Regions from separate parts of the Drosophila melanogaster genome. Here region 2 is linked to region 1. Evidence: chromatin contacts called from public Hi-C data. All regions are on one chromosome and are shown on one strand. The core of a region is the stretch at or near the end of the contact, and the rest is flanking DNA. Distances in the headings are between cores, read along the strand shown.

What was found. Hi-C and Micro-C count contacts between places; a contact is called where the count stands out from the background.
Region 2: a Hi-C map of the Kc167 cell line shows a contact between it and region 1, with 2.1 times the contacts expected there.

The regions. Positions count from the first base shown.
Region 1 is chr2L:5,296,304-5,299,529 of dm6, reverse strand. lncRNA:CR45730 (long non-coding RNA:CR45730) reads left to right here and starts at 1,602. Exons shown (of 1, transcript NR_124084.1): 1 at 1,602-2,044. The region is part of intron 1 of vri (vrille); the gene reads right to left.
Region 2 is chr2L:8,431,872-8,435,193 of dm6, reverse strand. grk (gurken) reads left to right here and starts at 1,596. Exons shown (of 4, transcript NM_057220.3): 1 at 1,596-1,779; 2 at 1,922-2,181; 3 at 2,700-3,317. The coding sequence starts at 2,112. It overlaps D12, which reads left to right. Exons shown (of 2, transcript NM_135384.3): 2 at 1-1,136. The coding sequence ends at 985.

The sequences.
Region 1 (3,226 bases), core at 353-2,852:
AGTGTTGCTAGAGTTCTAAAATATTAAAAATAATATTAGGTATGCTTTGTTATTCAAACGTTTGGGTAGTAAACAAGTACCTACATTTTATAGTTAATTTAACAAATGATGAAGAATGAATGTGGTGGGTCTTAAACCCAGATCCGTTAGCCCTTTCGAACCAAATAGCACTATTATTTTGACCCCAACTGTATTCGCTTTTGGTGTATTCGTGCGCTGCACAGAGGCAACAAAGTTGTGAAGAAATTTGGGTCTTGCTCTAGTTTTCACAACCAAAGTTCAATGATCGATTGCAAAGCCAAAAAAAAAGCTGCTTGTGTGTGCGAGAGAGTGAGCCCCCGAAAGAAAGAAACAGCGCGTTAGAAAGAGAGGGCTGTAGATCGACAGAAAGAGACGGTAAGACTCTCTTTTTTCGCGCTGTATTTTGCAGAACTCACGCGTCACATGTAGAAATGTCTGCGGGCGCTTTCTGCTTTCTTTTCATCGTGCAACTTTTGCGATGTTGTTAAGTTTCCGAAAGAAATTCGTCATAAAATAAAATTTTATAATTTTTGTTATACGCCTGCGTATGTGCTTATGTGTATGTATGTACATATGTTTGTGTGCGTGCATTCAACTTGATTTCATTTATGAGTTTGTTTTCATCATTTACTTAGAGTGTCGCTGATAAACAATTTCTGGCTGTAGGTATTATTATTGTGATTTTCTTCTTTTTTTTTGGTTAACGAAATTAGAATAATGAAAGCAAATACGCGCACACACATACGAAATTTCCGAGCCCAAGAATGGAAAGTCAATGCACGAAGCTGGCAGCGCTGCAGCTGCGGCAGCAACAATTGTGTAGCTTTCTTTTTTTCGTAATGAAATTATTAGAATTTCACATAACGCCATTTGTTGTTGCCGCCGTCAAAGTCTTTCTAATTGGGGAAAAAGCTTAGCTTTTGTCAACCTGTCGATGCGAGTTATAGAAACTTAACCTTTTTTTTCGGAGCAATTAGTGCATTGCGGAGAAATGCGGAGAATCTTCTGGTATACGCTATATACATGTACATATAACTCTGCCAAGAAAGTTAATCGTGGGCGAGAAAGTCAAGCTTCAACGGAGGCGAAAGACTTGGGGTTCAACGACCTTTGCTGATCACTGGTTAAGCTTACGTATATCGTGGAAATAAGTTGTATGAAATGAGATGGTTACGCTGAATATTGCAGTTCGAGTATTTTAAGTGATAATTAGTCCCATATTGCCTATGTTAACAGTATTCTGAACTGTGCTTAACAATGCCGTCTTAATACATAACACGACATTCATCCCAAATTACGAACCGTAAAAGTTAACCCAAAAACAGCGGGCTACGAAAAAAAAAAACTGGCGACGAGCAATTATGTAATGCCCACCTACCCAAAATTTCCAGGCTACGAAGAAACTGAAAAAAAGACAGTGAAAATGGTGCATAAAACGCGGACAGAGATAAACGCAAGAAGGGAAAGAAACGGTTGTGGGGGTCAGAAGAATTCTCCAAAGAACGCTAACTAAACAAGTTTTCGGAATTGGGTAAACGACATTATTAGAGGCACAAACGAGTGTGTTACAATATTAGGCCACAGTACCGTTAGAAGCGCGCAGCCAGCAGATTGAGAACTACCAAAAAAAAAAAAAAGTCGAGAGCCTCGAGCGAACGGCATTCGAAAGATTCGTTCTCTTTCTGGCCCCCATTGTCTTATGTAATCAATTACAAGAGGAACGATAACGAAGAAAGCACGAAGCGGAGTTCTTACTTTCTCCGCAGAAGTGGGCCAACAGCGGGCAGCGACGCCGGCAGCGGCAGGAGCAGCGCGATTAACCAACCGAATGGAAAAGAAGGGAACCAAGACTGTCGTGTAATTATGAAACTTTCACGCAAGACCCACTCACACTGCTTTAATCGCATCGATATCAAGACAAATGTACTGTTCTCACTGCAACTGCTTTTTTGGGACTCGCGGGCCACTGGAAAAAGTTTAATTGAAAACCTTTAGCAACAGGTTTTAAACTATTACTCTAAGAACCCAAACACAGTTAACATGTATATAACTCAATATAACTGCCACTGTTTTCTAATTATTATAACTACTAGTTTGCTTCTAATATACAAAATATGAATTTTTTCACTGTGTGTTTTTTCGTCCGTTTCCAGTTTAGAATTGGGTCAAATAACGGATTTGTTAGTCGCTCTCGCGCTGTTACTCTCTTTGTTTTGGGGCTGGGGCAAGATCGGCCAAAGAACGTAAGAAGCTGCGTCATCGCTTACTCCACTCCACCGCCACCGCCACCTTCCCCTGTCGCTACCACCACCCACCGACTGCCCCCCTTGGAACTTCAGTCGCAGCACACAAACCGAATTTTAAAATTGAGAGCACCGCAAACCGGTTACAACATGCGGCTCTCTGCGCAGCGGATCGGTTTTACTCAGGCTTACTCAGCTGCTCCGCTCACCTAGTGGCCGGCTTTCATGCAGGTTCGTCTCGAACATGCTGCACCACCACGCCTCCCCCCTCACAAACAACGCACTGTTCTACATTTCTGCAGCGGCAGATGGGTGAAAACTTCAGCGGTACAGGCGTAAAAATTGCACTGCTATATGTGCATAGATGCAGATTTGCATCTAAGCTTTACATTCTATAGTTCTTAAGAATGACTTAAGATGATATTGCAGTGTTGTTCTTAATTACACAGAAGACCAGTCTTCTATGCATCTAGTACAATCTAAGCTGATCTATGTTTCGTAATAGCACACATTCTTTGAAATACATACATATTAATATACATCACTCGTTTAGTTAGGTTTTTCATTTAAATATTACTTGCATTTTTAACAGTGTAGCCCTAGCTTCCTACTGGCCCATCTTGAACACCGGTTTAGAACGTTCACTCACGAATCGCCGCGGCGGCTCATTAAAGTCGGGCGAATGGACGAACGAGCCACATGAAAATCTTTTACTATTTTTATTTTTATTGTCCAAGAAGAGAAAGTGTTACGCCAATTGATTGTTTAATTAATTTTCTTTCCGCCGCCTCTTCTTGCCAACTGGCTAGCTTCTTCTTCTGCCAGAAGCCCCTGTTCACGTTCAAGTCCATGTCCAGAGCAATGTCAATGACCATGGGCCAAAGCGAAATGTATCGACAAGGGAAAACCAAACTCACCAAAACGAAGAAACTAATACACTTGGCTAAGAGCAAACAAAACGT
Region 2 (3,322 bases), core at 347-2,846, 3.1 Mb before region 1:
ACCCCGAAGGCTGGAGCACATCTTTAGAAGTGCACAATTCCGAAATATGCGCAGTGCTGTGGAGTTCCTGCTGAGCCGCCTCCCGCTTGCGTCGATTGATCAGCAAAAGGAGTATCCATTCACTTGTATAACCCTCGAAGAGTTCCACAATCACACTGCTCTAAAACAACGTTGCTTTGAGTACCTGCGCGCACGTATGCTCCGTCGCTGTCTGATGCAGCACCACGAGCTGCATAAGTTGGACATTAGTGGAAAGGAACACTACTGGAGTTTACGGGAGATAGTGGCGTTCGCCAGGGTTCATGGTTATACGCCAGCTCTCAAAGATGTTTTACCTGTCGTGCATGAAAAGAGAAAACAAAAACTGAGCGATGAGGAGCAACTGGCTCGGCGTGTTCAGGCGCAACTAAAGGGCGAGCCCCAACCGCAACTGTCGGCCTATAGCAGTCTCAGCTCAGGCAATCGGCTGGAAGCTTGGATAACCAAGCAATCCGATCGTCTGCTTGGTCATGATCAACAGATGCGGGATAAGGAGTTCATCGATGTGTTGGGTGTGGACAAACCTCATCCGCTTGCGTCCAGGTTAACAAACTCAGCAGATGTATCTTTCCAAATGGTGAATCATCGCCAACTACTTTATCTACCTCCGCCGAAGCACTTGGATTCGACCTTGCAGCTGGTCCAGGAAATGTGCAAGGACATTAATATCACACTGGAACCGGAGGAATCTCCGCCTGGCGTCTCCCAGCCACTGGCTCTCTCGATGCTCGGACAAGTGCTGCGCACTTTTATTGAGAAATTGGTGCGCCGCTCCTTGGCGGCGAAACTGCAACAGGAGACTTTGGAACAGTTGCCACCGGCGGCGGCCAATGCTCCGTTGTGTCTCCAACCTCAGGACATAGGCCGTGTCATCAGTCTGTGTTCCGAATTGGATTTCCTCGGAAACAGTCACTTGGGAGTTGCTCCGATAGAACCACAAATCTAATGTGCAGTTGCCATTGTTTTGAATTTATTTTTTATCAAGTCCGCGTCATAGTTCAAATTCTACTGGGATATTAGTTGATATCTAATTAGAGCCTTGTACTCGTTGGTAAGCATAAATCTAAGCAATAAATTAACTAAATTAATGTCCGAAGAAATGAATACTGCGTTTTTAATTATCAACGATTATCATATTTTGGACGAAATCATGAGATGAGTGGTCATTAATTTTTAAATTTTGAATATCTGGCTGAAGACTTTTAAATTGTTTTATCAATATAAATAATAATCGCTACAATTGCATATTTGTACGAAACATGTAAACATTTTTAAGTCTTATCAGCTATCTTCACAGAGTAATATATCTTTATAGTGCCCTAGAAGTATGCAGTGAAAAGTGCCGTTAACAAATTGAATAACTGTTAAAGGGCGGTTTTTTTTTGCAGCTCTTAGCATATCCATATGATTCTTCGACTATTATCGGTCGCAATCGCATCTCTTTTGGGGGCGCTCTCTTCGCTCTCCCCGCTCACCGATCGATTTCATTCATGGCGCATGCCAATGCCGCCAATGTAGGGATGAGGTCCATCTGTTTCTCTGGCTCTGTTTTCCTCAGTCTCTTTTCCGACGTGCGCGCAACAAGACCTAAAATCAAAGTGGAGCAGAGAAGAGCCCGCTTCCCGCGCTTGCTGCTCTTTAGATTAACTAATTAATTACTTGCCTGATATATAAAATGATTCACGAGTCATTATAATAATTATAATGTCGAAGCCTTCTACAGGCCATATAGCAGCTCCAGTACGTCTAAGATAATCTATGAAAAGCTTTTGGATCACCAATTTTGAATGCTATTTCTTTTCCTTTTTTTTTTGTTTCGTGTGTGTGCGTTCGTGCGACAGAAAATGTGGAGGCGCTAAAATGTTCTATTTTTATTTTGCAGTAAAATCCACAAGGAGATGCAAGTGTGTAGTATGTTTCAGCTTCTGTTGCGACGCCAAATTGCATTTGCGGCCAGCACGCCGCTCGATCCCTCGATCGTTTAGACCCCTTCATTGACTCAGTTTTCCTAGTGGTGGACAATCGGTCCACCCAATCAATATTTTTCGGAGCGCCACCCCAAGCGTTTTCCAATGATGCAAATCCCATTTACTCGGATTTTCAAAGTAATTTTCGTGCTCTCAACAATTGTCGCCGTCACAGGTACGTACATAATCTCCACCTGATTTTTAGATTCCAATATTACGGCCAGTATTGCCAGGCTCTCCCACAAAAAAAGCTATTTCTAGCGTCGAAAAAACTGGAAAACAGCTACAACAAATCATAAAATATTTGCAGTGCTGATTATATACTTGTTATGCTAAAAAACTAAAACTTCCTTGAAAACTGTGTAAAATCCTGTATTAGCTTTCTGTTCGTGGATGATGAATGAAGTAAACTTCAGATAATATACATATTTGTGAATTATTTCTAAAGATTTTTTTGAGTTTCATTTAAATACTGTCCTTATGAACAAACTTTGCATTCTTAAAAATTAAAAAAATTAGTAATAATAATACCATAGGGAGACATTTTTATGATAATTTCAAAAGTTGCCGCACTAAAAACTGAAAGCTTTTTGTACTTCAACTTGAGCTTTACAACGTTATCTATTCTGTATCTTTGCGATCACTGGAAATGTCCTGTTTTCTTAATCGCACACCTTCTTCTGTATTCTGCAGATTGTTGTTCGAGCCGAATCTTACTTCTCCGAGAGCATACGCTGAAAATTGTGCAGCATCAGCACAGCCACATGCACGAGCATGCGCACGAGCTGCAGCAGCAGATCCAGGAGACCGCGGTTGAGTTGCTCAATCGCCTGGAGCTGCAGCGCAAGCAACTGGAGGCCTCGGCCCAGGAGGAGGCAGACCAGCTGCATCCCGATACGGATCCCAATCCGGACTCGGGCGGCCAACTGCCAAACGCAGACGACTCCATTGCTGCGGATCCGGAACAGGATGGGATAATTCTCGGATCCAGTACCGACACCTGGTTGGCCAGCGAAAGCAGCACACCAATCACTGATTCCGAGACAGTGACAACACCCGAAACTGTTACCCACACCGGAGAACCGCCACCTGACCCCAGTTCGTCCAGCACGCCTGACTCCACGACTCCCAGCCCGAACGACAAGGAGACAGAGATTCAGATGCTGCCCTGCAGCGAAGCTTACAATACTAGCTTTTGCCTGAACGGCGGCCACTGCTTCCAGCATCCGATGGTGAACAACACAGTCTTCCATTCCTGCCTCTGCGTTAACGACTACGATGGAGAGCGGTGCGCCTACAAGAGCTGGAATGGTAGG